2 separate regions of the Sus scrofa genome follow, and region 1 is linked to region 2. A link is a contact called in public Hi-C data. All regions are on one chromosome and are shown on one strand. Each heading gives the region's core, a stretch centred on a gene start, on an enhancer-like site or on the middle of the called end of the contact. The rest is flanking DNA. Distances are from core to core; before and after follow the strand shown.

Evidence for each region. Hi-C and Micro-C count contacts between places; a contact is called where the count stands out from the background.
Region 1: a Hi-C map of liver shows a contact between it and region 2, with 2.7 times the contacts expected there. The contact joins the enhancer-like site here to the promoter of RNF111 in region 2. A contact is called at or near these places in 1 of 5 promoter capture datasets (liver), 3 of 47 Hi-C or Micro-C datasets (embryonic fibroblasts, liver and skeletal muscle) and 1 of 2 datasets of contacts at active chromatin or transcription factors (alveolar macrophages).

The regions. Positions count from the first base shown.
Region 1 is chr1:112,967,759-112,974,339 of Sscrofa11.1, reverse strand. It overlaps RNF111 (E3 ubiquitin-protein ligase Arkadia), which reads left to right. Exons shown (of 14, transcript XM_013992925.2): 10 at 921-1,047; 11 at 5,368-5,460. Among named protein-coding and RNA genes, the nearest start is that of CCNB2, 29 kb to the right of the region's middle. Within about 2 kb of position 4,714, at least 1 of the 83 cell types and tissues checked has an H3K27ac peak or open chromatin away from gene starts, as enhancers often do. A contact at or near this core is called in liver, where this site is marked.
Region 2 is chr1:113,054,784-113,060,911 of Sscrofa11.1, reverse strand. It overlaps RNF111 (E3 ubiquitin-protein ligase Arkadia), which reads left to right and starts at 1,306. Exons shown (of 14, transcript XM_013992925.2): 1 at 1,306-1,706.

The sequences.
Region 1 (6,581 bases), core at 3,465-5,964, 90 kb after region 2:
TTCCAGCTTAGCTGTTGTGCTATCTCTGGACAAGTCGTAGAGACCTAGGGATGAAAGAGTTGCAGCTTGAGTTCTGGGGCAGGAAACCTATGTCAGACAGGAGTAGAGCTTTTTGGTTTTTTTCAGGGATCTGCTATCAAAGTTCACTCCCTAGATGGATCCTACCTTTCACAACTTCTTTTATCCACCACCTCCACTTTTGTACTCACAAAGGTGTAGTACCACCCTTAATTCCTGCTAGTGACAAGGGAAATCCAGCCTTCATCCTCCTAGGCTGGTGTTCTTTCCTAGACTAATGGAAGCGGATTTGGATTAAAATTTTCTTTCTGGATCTCTTGTCTGTAGAAGTCATTGAGATCTTGAGTCACAGTGACTTTTGAGGCAAAGTCGTAAAATGAGAATAAATAAATGAAGATCTGGCATTTACCAATTTTACTCTTTCTAAAGTTTTGTTTGCCCTTGCTTTGTAAAGTATAGAAGTGTTTACTCTTCTAATTATCCTTGATACCAACAACCCAGAGGCACTATCCAACAAGCAAAAGCCCTGGGAGCAACATTCATATAAATCAAAAAAGTAAACTCTATTCTGTGTGCTTAAGTAGAATCAGACTTAGATTGGAAAGAACCTTAGGGGCCATTCACTGTATTTCCTTCCTTTGTAAGATGTGAAATTGAGTACAGTGCTTTTCATTTGTACCATGCTCCTCATGATCACAAAATTGAATTTTTGAATTTTAATTTCTGAAGTGAACTTGAAATTATTAGTTATATCCTTTGGGCTAAATTATGTTTTTTCTCAGCTAAGTTAGTTAAGAAACTTCAGATTACTTTTAGAAATGTAAACATACTCCCCCATTCCTGTGGATAATAAGGACATTGTAAGGATGTCTAAAATTTGATCTGTTCTCATCCTTTGTCAGGGAACTGGGAATTGAAGCTGGAGTGACTGCAGCTACTTACACACCTGGAGCATTGCACCCTCACTTGGCCCATTACCATGCACCCCCTCGACTACATCACTTACAATTAGGAGCTCTTCCTTTAATGGTAAAATAGGAAAATTTCAAAATTTGGGTAGAGTTTCCTTTGAAAACTATTCTTCCTTTTCTTAAATATTTTATTGGAAATAGTTTAATAGAAATTGAGAATTATTAGATGGAAATGTGCTGTGAGAATGTGTTACTTATATTAAAATATATGTTTAGGAGTTCCCATCGTGGCGAGGGGAAACGAATCCGACTGGGAATCCTGAGGTTGCAGGTTCGATCCCTGGCCTTGCTCAGTGGGTTAAGGATCTGGCGTTGCCGTGAGCTGTTGTGTAGGTTGCAGATGAGGCTCGGATCTGGCGTGGCTGTGGCTGTGGCGTAGACCGGTGGCTACAGCTCCGATTAGACCCTCAGCCTGGGAACCTCCATGTGCCACAGGTGTGGCCCTCAAAAAAAAAAAAAAAAAAAGTGTTTGTATTTGCATTGTAAAAAAGATAATTTTTTTTCATTTACACCGAGATAATAACCTTGATACACTCTTCACTAGCATGTGTGCTTTGTGTTATAAGTAGTAGTGGGTCTGTTCTGATGCATGCATACTTTTCTGATAGCAGAAGGAGTGTACTGATTGATACTCTATATACAATTTGAGCAGGTTCAGATTTTGTTGATTCCAATTTGAGTTCTAAAGAACAAGTTCAGCAAAAATGAAGTTTGCTCTTCATAATACAGAGTATGTGGTACAGAGAAGTGAGTAGTTTTGTCTTATAGGAGTAGAGGCCCTTCAGAGAAGGTTCCAGGACACTTTATTATACATGCAAATTGTAAGTAGGCTTTGGAATGAAGAATGATGCTCTTATAGCAGCTAAAGCATGTAAAGAGCTTTCAAATAGCATAAGCACAAGGAACTCCAAGTAAGTTGGTATTTCTTGATCTTAGGGGTGAGAGTCACTCAGCAATGAAAAATCTTCCTGCCAAGAAATTCGGGAACCATTGAAGAGGGAATGTCTTGATCATATTTATGTTATTAATGTGATTTAATCAGATTGTAGTTAAATAGACCCCCTCTTTGGTTGTGTGAAAAACAGATTTCAGGGCAGGAGGAAGGATACTAGTTAGAGCTAATAGTAGAAGAGATAAAAGTTAGTGAATGCCTGAGAGAGACAATGGCAACTGACATAAAAATGATGGGATACCTTTGAGTAATATTTATGATGATTTCCCACATTTCTAGCTTTGGGTATTAAGTGTATGGTGTTGCCATTCACTAAATTGGAGAATATTAGATGAGGGTTTAGAAAAGGGACATGTAAAATCTGAGATAATTGTGTGTATCGAGGTGGAATGTCTAGTAGGAAGTTAAGTTTATGATCTGGATCTCCAAACAGTCAACTGGTAACTGAGTTAAAAATAGGTTGTGATCTGTCAATAAGTAAGTTGTATGTGTCACATAACTGTCATAATATATGAATTCATAGAAGAGGATTAGATTTCCAGGAAAAATGTGCAGACTGACAAGAGATTGAAAAAAACCTTGGAGAGGAAATGCTATAAAATTTGGTTGTGATGATCGTTGTACAACTATAAATGTAATAAAATTCATTGAGTAATTTTTAAAAAAAGAAAAGAAAAATATTTCGATTTTTAAATGATAATATTGTACCTTAAACAAAGGATTCCTGGAACTGACTAGAGAAGTTGAGAAATAAAGTTAGAATAATGTCAAAATAATAATGTCAGTAGCATTTCATCACAAAAAAATAGTTTGAAAAATGTTGAATGCATCTGGCGTTGGAGTGGTTATTGGTGGCTTTTGTCAGTGACGTCAGTAATGGTGCCAGATGGAGACAGGGTACCTCTTAGATTATGGTAAGGAAGGTGAGGAGTCTCCTGGTGGCCTAACAGGTTAAGGATCTGGCATCGTCACTGCAGCAGATAGGGTCACTGCTCTGGTGTGGATTTGATCCCTGGAACAGAAACTTCCAAATGCTGTGGGTAGGACCAAAAAAAAAAAAAAGAGGAAGATGAAAATGTAGAGACAGTGAGTATAAACTACTTGCTTTATAAACTGGTCTGTGAAAGGAAAGAAAGCGGGAAATGGGGTTGGCACATGTTTAAGCACTAGAGAGAGAATTTGGACTTGGAGAAACTTGAAGGTAATTTCAGGTTTAAGACAGAACAACATTAACATCAGCGAGGACTTATTTGAAGATATAGAGGAGAGGGTTGGGTAGCAGTTAATTAAGGATGACCCAGGGTGGGGAAACAGAAAAAGAGGGAAAGAGGAAAGCAGGTGGTAGAGCTTACCCTTGAATAGGAGAAAGAGGAAGCTTATCCATAAAAGCTAGATAAAAAAATACTAGATAGGGTTACAGGATAAGTCCAGATTTAAATAATTTGGGGGGGGGGGGGCAGGAGTTTTTATGTTTTCATTTTCCTTGGAGATATGTAGGAAGTTAGATTATCTTCTTCTCTTTTTTTTGTTTTGTTTTTCTTTTTAGGGCCACACCTGTGGTATATGGAAATTCCCAGGCTGTGGGGGCTGGCCTATACCACAGCCACAGCAATGCCAGAGCCTTAATCCACTGAACAAGGCCAGTGATTGAACCTGCATCTTCATGGATTCTAGTCAGGTTCGTTACTACTGATGATGGGAACTCCCCTAGATTATCTTCTTTTTATTTTTTTGCTCTTTTTTTTTTTGCTTTCCAAGCCTGCACCCACGGCATATGGAGGTTCCCAGGCTAGGAGTCAATCGGAGCTACAGCTGCCTATGCCACAGCCAAAGCAAGACAGGATCCGAGCCACGTCTGCAACCTACACCACAGCTCATGGCAACACTGGATCCTTAACCCACTGAGTGAGGCCAGGGATCAAACCTGAAACCTTATGGTTACTAGTCGAATTTGTTTCCACTACGCCACAACAGGAACTCCAAGATTATCTTCTTAAAGCTGGATAATGTTGATCTTGATTGTAAGGAAAGGTACAGACATTTAAATAATAGGTTATTTGGAGGATAAAAGTTATTGCTTATTTTAAATTCTTTTCCATGTGTGGATTATCTTTTAAAGCTGTAAAGCCTGCTAGCAGTATGTTGTGATTCAGTGGAAGCTGATTAAAAAATAATTTTGGCGATTTATTTCTAAAGATGGAAGAATAGTGCTCAGTCTCAGAATCTTCCTTTTCTAAACACTATCCGCAACTCTTGTTATTCATGGTATTTCCGTTCTGTAAAGTTGCTGCAAACACTAACTAAATGAATGTTAAAGCGTTATTCCTAAGGTAAATACAGCCCTAGCTTATTGCAAGTCTCTGATTACAACAACCAATCAATGCATAACCTTATTTTAATGTGTTTTCTATTTAGGGACACCTTATTTGATATATATTGTTGATTCATTAACTTTGAACTCATGGCCTGCAACACCGTAACTCATGTCTGAATGAAGCTTATCTGCATATATTTTCTCCATATGGAACATCATAGCCTTTCTGCATTTAGGAACACTAGCCAGCACTTATCCATTATGTTTGGGGGCCATTTTAAACAAACAAAAATATCACCTATAAAACATAAAAATGTGGAAGACGTGGCACTAAATAGACTACAAAAAAGATACTTGTTTACAATATAAGAACTGAAACAAGTGGACTGGGTCTTGTTCTGCCTCAGCTGGAACACATGTTATCAGCTAACTCAAAATTTGCTGCGCAATGCAGATCGATGAATGACCATGACAGCACAACTGTTGATTTTGGAGTTGCAAATAAATTGTGCCAAGTAGGTGAATTCACAAGAAATCCATGAATAATGAGGATTGACTAACAAAAAAATTAGGAAACTGTTAAAACTTTTACTAACGGAACAAAACCGAAAAAAGGAGCCAAGGGTACCTTTAGCTCTTAGGGAGTTAGAAAAAGGAAAATAAAATTTGTATCTTGAAGTTAAGTTTTGTTAGAAAATTTTGTGCATTTCTGTTTCTTAACACTGTTCAATAAAGCTCTCTGAAATTGATTAGAGCTTAGGAAAGTTTTACTCTTTATACATTCAGGCTGTTAAGAGCCTCAGTCTTAGGTTTGAGTATTTTCTACTTAAGAATCTTTGTGCAAAATAAATCAGGTAGAAGAAAATTGTTATCTTGTGGAACAGCTCTTCCCTTTTTTTTCCTTTTGATTATAGTTTAAGAGTTATAAAAGATTATTTTTGAAGAGGAACCTAACTGTTACAGAATGCTTTTTTTTTTGGAGTTATGTGTACTTATTGAAGTTGATTTTTGTGAGTAGGTGGATGGAGAAAATTGAGTGAATTATTCAGTGGTAACTGTAAAACTTGAGCCTATTCTCAATTGATTTAGCCTATTCTGTTTTTAATTAACAGGTTCCTGACATGGCAGGCTATCCTCACATTCGTTATATTTCATCAGGTTTGGATGGAACATCATTCAGAGGTCCCTTCAGGGGCAATTTTGAGGTATAATAATAAAATTAATGAAAATATTTGCTGCAGTGTCTTTAATGCAGAGGGAGAATATATATATTATTAATATGTACAACCATATAGAGTTACTGCAGTGGCTGGGATCAGAAAGCAGTAAAATGTCTTAATTTCTGATATTGCTTCTAGGGATTATTATAGAAAGGTTTGTAAGTAATATCCAGGTGTCAAAAATTACCCAAGTATTAGGAGTTCCCATTGTGGTGCAACAGAAACAAATCCAACAAATATCCATGAGAATGCGGATTTGATCCCTGGCCTCACTCAGTGGATCAGGGATCTGGCATTGCCGTGAGCTGTGGTGTACGTTGCAGATGAGGCAATGATCCCGAGTTGTTATGGCTGTGGTGTAGGCCAGTAGCTGTAGCTCCAATTCGACCCCCAGCCTGGGAAGTTCCGTGTGCCACTATTGTGGCCCTAAAAAAGAAAAAAGAAAAAAAAAATTACCCAAGTATTAAAAGAGTAAATGAAATTATCTAATATAGAAGACTATAGAAATTTATTAAATTAATATATACATCAGATAAAGAACCATTCCATTAAATGTGGGAGAAACACCATAATAGCTTTTTTTTTTAATAAATGCAATAGACTTACTTGCTTTATTGAATCCATGTGTTGCTTGTAATACATTAGAATTGGGCAGTAACTTTTTATATAAATTTATCCTTGGAATATATCAAATTTTTTATTTATTATTTCCTATAGCTCTGATATTCTGCTACATGGATTAAGATAATTTATTTAACCATTATCCTAGAAAAAATTTAGGTTTTTCCAGTATTTTCCTACTACAATCAGTGCTAAATACTTTTTGTTTAAGCTTAATTTTTAGAGAAGCATTGCTGTAGAAAAAGAACTTTAATTTGTAGCTAAATATCTTGTTTCTGGAAGAATAAGTCATTTGACTATGATATAAAGTTCTGTTTCTTCTTGTTGTTGGAGTCACTGGGACTTACAACTTGTTTGTTTCCCTATCATGCTACAATGACTTCATCTTCTGCATGCATTCATGCTTACTGACTTGTATAGGACATGTGTGATAATATGTTGTCCTAATCTCTAAGGAGAGCATAACCATTTGCCTTACCATATAT
Region 2 (6,128 bases), core at 57-2,556:
AGGGAGAATTTTATATTTAGAGTGAGAAAGTATGAGGGTTGAAATAAAATCCTGGTTCAATATTTTTCTGGTTAACCTACAAAACCTGTTACCCTTTCTTGTTTATTAACATTATTATTTTAAAATATTTTCTTCATTTAACAATATGGAGAATATAGACAAAGGAAGGGGTATTGAGAAAGATAAGTTGATGACAAAAGAAAGGAATCAATGTTTATTGAAAACTTAATTGGTAAGTAATGTTTGAAGCATTACATGAACTCTTTTAATCTCACAAGAACCCTTTGAGGTAAATGATATTACCTTAGTTTTTAGAGAACAAAACTGAAGTTTTTTTTGATTTAGACTTTTTTCTTTCTTTCTTTCTTTTTTCTTTTTTTTAAGGGCAGCAGGCACCTTGGGCATATGGAAGTTCTCAGGCTAGGGGTCTAATCAGAGCTGCAGCTGCCGGCCACAGCCACATAGATCCTGAGTCCTGTCTGTGAGCTACACCGCAGTTCCCCACAACCCTGGATCTTTAACCCACTGAGCGGGGCAAGGGACCCACACCCACACCAGCCGGATTCGCTACCGCTGAGCCACAACGGGAAACCCTCATTTTTTAAAAATTGAAGTATAATTGATATTTTCTTTCTTTTCTTCCTCCCGTCCCTCCCACCCTCTCTTCCTTCCTTCCTTTCCTTTGGAAATATTTACAAAAGTCTGTAATCAATTAGACAGCTGTTAATTGGTATCAGTGGGATTTGGAAGGAAATCTGATTCCAAAGCCTACATCCTCTTTCCCTACATCCTTCTAATGCACATAATGAAACATTTGCTAACTACTGATTTTTATAAAATACTTAAAAGGCATATGTACGGTTAGTTCCCAGGACATTTACTACTACTTTTGATCTGATTACGGAAGTAAATTCATCTTAACGGTGAAGTACCAGGATCTTTATGATGGCAAGTATGATTTGAGTATCATTTGCTGTGAAAGACACTAAAGAATTATGTTTTTGTTCAACTGTAAGTTAAGTATAGTCAATAAACCTTCGGTTAGTTGTTAACTTTTCGTTATGAAAAAATCAGCCAAGATGTAGTCAGTATTTTGCCTAAATACTGACATGTTTCACCATGAAAAATAAAATAATGAGCTTTATGACATCGTTAGGTTTCGCCCACTAAATGTTAAAGCGAGTACAAAGGGGGAGGGCCAGGAAAGAGGGGGCGGGACGGTGAGAAACTAGAATCTGAGCAAGCGCAGAAACAAACAGATGTTAATAGAGGCTTGAAGGCTGCTGCGCTCTTACTTTGCGAACTGTCGTAAAGCCCCCGAGTGTCGTGCTTGCTCGGGAGAGGAGGGATTGGTTAGGCGGCGGCGGCGGCGGTGGCCGGAGAGCGGCAGCAGTGGCGGCGACGGTGGCGAGGTGTTCGGTCTGGGCAGCATAGAAGAGCCCGCAGCTTCGCGGAAGGAGTTCCTGTGGGACCAAATTAGGCATTCTGAACCCAAGCCGGGTCAGCTGGGCCGAACCAGCCGCTGCCGCTCGTACAGTTTTGGTGGCGGTGACAGACATTGCTCTTGACTGTAGGGGCCTATTAGGCCAACAGCTGAGGCGCAGATCACTGGTTCTCGACGCATCCTCTTCCCCCCTTACATCTTCTGTCTTCCTTCCTGGGCCAGTGATTCCCGGAGCCTGGGAAGAGGGTAGCTAATGATTAAGGTGAGGGGGCCGGGGGGGAGGGGATCGATTGGAGGCCGCGCGTGCGCGCAACGGGGGAGGGGCCGGACTGGAGGGGAGAAAGAGGAAGGGCTGCGGCCGAGGCAGGCTAGGGTCGGCGACCGGCCGGTTATTGCTGGCTCCATAGTGACTTAGGGTCTGGGTGTCCGCAGAAGATCTGATTGTGTTTGAGCAAAGCATTCGTCTACCGACACACCCACACTTCTCAGAAAGGGACTGTGGGTGAGGGGATTTCTTTCCCTTTTTCGACTTCCCTGGAGTCTTAGGACGGGGGCTGAGGACTGAGCGTGGGAGTGCGATTTGACAATGGAGTGACGGAGGTAACCCGCACCCGGGGTGTTGGGGGGCGCTAAGTCAGCCCTGACGGTTAGGGAGTTGCCTTCTTCTCTGATCAAGGAAACGTAGACCGCGGAACAGCAGAAATACAGACGCGTCAGATTTTGTATAGAGTTGGCTTGTTGCTCTTTAAAAGAAGATTGATATTTTCAGTTTTGACCTTAGATAATTATCAGAGTCAGTGACAGTGCTGTAGTGGAAATATTTCTTCCGTGCTGAAAAAATGGAGGTTTGTCACCGTAGTTCGTAAGTTATAGTAGATAAGTTTAACGCAAGTCTTTTTTTTTTTTTAAATAATCCTCTTGTAAAAATCGAAGAAGGATTAATTTACAAAATTGTTTTAGTTTCAGCAAGTCTAACATTTAAAAAATACCAGGAAGTATAGGGTATTCTTTTAATTTGTTCATGTTTGTAGTGTGGGGTGACTCCATTGTATTGCATGCTTTCCTGTTTCTTGATTTCTCTACAGTATGAATTTAGAACTCTTTGGGGTAGTAAGATGCCAGCTGACATAGACTTCATTTTATAGTTCTTATAGCTTTTTAAAGTTTGACTTAATCTAGACTTTATTTCATTTGAAGTTTTATGTTTAATGTTCTTGTTTTGGAGACCCCTTCAGCCGAAAAGAACAGACTGTGGAAAAGATAAGCTAAGGTTCTACTTCCTTTCCCATTTTTGTTTTTTGTGTCATTGCTTTCAAATGTTAGAATGCGATTTCGATATTACATAGAAGCTCTATAATACTGTTTTTGCTTATCTTTGTTAGGGTGACATCTACATTTTGACATTTTGTTACTTTGTTTTATTTAGTAAAAATCTTCATGTCAATGTACACCGTGTTGTTTTTCATACTGAACTGTATGTAGTGCTTGGTTATGTTTGTGAAACAAAACTGATGGGATGAGAAAGAAATCCTTTTTCACTCTTATGAGAATCTTAAATTGATTTTTTTAAAGCCTTGAATTATTTCACTTTTGTCCATTTCTTGTCATTTAACCTTGGACAAATGACGTTTCTCTCCTGAGCATTTGTTTGCCACTACAGTTTCAGAGTAATATTCTAAGAACTGGTGAGGCTGTTTATAAATTGATGTGAACAATTTTGTAGGGAAAACTAGGAAGAGTAGAGTCTCTCCTCGTTCATTGGAGATACTGTAACTTATGTATGTGAATCCTTCCATCACTTTTCCCCTTTTTGGTATCTTTTGGTCATTTGTATGTTCTTTCACTGGAGTTTGTTTTTGAAGAAAGAGTAAAAATAATTTTGTTTTGGTGAAAAATGCATTGTAGTGAAGGTTACATCTTGACAAATTTCACTTCAGTACTCTGTTTCTACAGGTAATTGAAAAATAGCTATACTGATCTTTAAGATAAGAGGACAGCAATTTACTTGTCTAAAACAAAGAAATAGCAGATATTCCTAAATAGTGATTTTCACTTAGAAATTTAAAATGTGGAATAAAAAACTCATTAAATCAATCAACTGATTGTTTAGATGTTTTTTGTATTATTTTGTTGAAGAGGGGTTTCTATAACATGCTTTACTTAGAGCATAATTATATGTGCCCTTGTTTTGACTTTTCCCTCAATGGCTAGGGCTTCAGTAGGAAAAAAAATTGACAGTACTGAAAATGATGGTAAAGTATGTTATAACTTGACATTAATACTCTAAAGGCAATAATTATTTAATGGAAGTGTTCAGGGCCAGAGACAGGAGATCTGGATTGTAGATCTAGCTTTGCTTGCTATTCATTAGATCTGTGACTTTGTTGATGACAGTTCTAGTTTTCAGCTCTCAACTGTTAAATGAAAAGTGTGGGATAGATAACTCTCTAGGCCCCAGATTTTCTCTAGGCCCCAAGTTTAATGGTTTGCATTTTTAGTTAAGTGTTTTGGTATTAATTATATTCATCTTGATCCAGTTCCCAGAAAGAAATGCTGTACCGAGTGTAAACTCCTTCTCTCTCTCTCTGTATATATATGTATTAGGGAGAAAAACCCTATGATTGATCTATATGTTCATTGTTCTAGATAATGCTTCTGTCCCATTGTAGCAATTACTTATGATTCAGTAACTCTCATATGATATTAAAAAAATGAAACTTTGTTTTTACTCCTGGTATTGCTCTTTAAATCATCCTGAATCATTTTTCTTTCAGAAACCTGTAATCGTTGTTCAGTAAAAGTCCAGAAATGTATTTGCATGCCTTCCACTTCTTTCTTGCATCCCATAGTGTCTTGGTAACAGCTGGCCCAAGTTTCTGCAGGTATTCAATTTATGCCATTACGTGAGCGGTGGCTGTGGCTACAAATGTTTAAAAACAAATACTAAACTGAGCTTATCTTTAAAATAGAGGTACTGCAATACTATTTAGTCATTCAGTGAGGCTTTATTGATTGTTTCATGTTCTTGGCATTGTTTTGGCTTTCAGTGAAGAAGGCACTCTGCCTTCATGGAGTGGACATTTTATTGGAGAGAACGTAATAAACAGAATAGTTTTACGTAGTGCTAAGTGCCACGAAGAGAAGAGGAGCATGTTATGGAGAGTGAATGAAAGTGGGGTTCTACTATGGATTGAGTGGTTAGAAAGGGGCTCTTTTTTAGGTAATAACTTGATTTGTAATCAGTGATTAGAAAAAAATCAACTGTATTGACAATATGGAAGAAGAATGCTGCAAAAGGAATAGTAAATGCATTAGGTTGGGTTTGAGTCTATAAAATCTACAAATGTAAACTAATTGGTTTGTCTGTAAGGTTTTTTCATAATTACTGATAGACAGTGTAACAAGAAAGGTTAAAAATATTTGTGTATAATAACCAAATGCACTATGTTGACGTTGTTTATATCCTGACTCAAACCAGTTGTAGAAAGTAACTTTTGAAACATGTTGGGGGAAATTTGCATGTAGATGGGTATTAGATATGATATCAAGAAATTATTGTTAGTTTTGTGAGGAGTGCTAATGGCATTATGTTTATCTTAGAAAATACCTGTATTTTTTTAAGAGATGAAGGCTGAAGATTGAGGAAGAGAATTAAGATGAATTATATGAAGTAAGTGTGGGATAATCCTAGTAATTGTTGTTTTGGAGTGATAGGTATGTGTGTAGTAATAATACTGTTCTCTGTTTTAGTAAGGTTTTAAAATGTTCGTATTTTAAAATATGCTTGAAATAATTTATACCATACTTAGGTGTCTTTTCCTTTTTCCCTCTTCCTCTCAATTTTGATACAATATAGACTTTTGTCTCTTTCTTTTTTTTTTTTTTTTTTTTATTATTTTTTTTTTTGTCTTTTGTCTTTTGTTGTTGTTGTTGTTGTTGCTATCTCTTGGGCCGCTTCCGCGGCATATGGAGGTTCCCAGGCTAGGGGTTGAATCGGAGCTGTAGCCACCGGCCTACGCCAGAGCCACAGCAACGCGGGATCCGAGCCGCGTCTGCAACCTACACCACAGCTCACGGCAACGCCGGATCGTTAACCCACTGAGCAAGGACAGGGACCGAACCCGCAACCTCATGGTTCCTAGTCGGATTCGTTAACCACTGCGCCACGACGGGAACTCCTCTTTCTGAACATTTATCATTTATTCAGCAAATATGAGTACTGTATTTTAGGCACTGTGTCATTAAGCTTGAATTAAAACAAAGAGCAGGACCTAAAGTCCTGTCCGTGAGCAGCTTATAGTTTGCTGGAGGAAGGGAGAGTCCCTCAGTCTGGAGTGTGTTAACATGAAACCATAGATTTCTGTGTTTTCCTGAGGGAAAACAGGATCAGTATCTTAATGTTTATGTGGTTACTTAAAAATATTTTTCTAGAGAATCGAGAGTTTAGGAAGTTCTATATGATCTGTGTGCCAGTGCGAGTCGTTGTAGTCATTTCCTTTATTCATATGTTCTATAGGACATCAGAGCAAATTTCTTATTTTTACCACTTTTTGACATCCCAATTTACCTTTATTAAAATTTTTTACTTTGAAGTAATTTCAGACTTTTTTTTAAAAAAGATGCTGAGAATTCTTCAATCTCCTTTAGTCAGATTTACCAGTTTTTAAACATTTGCTTTAATTCT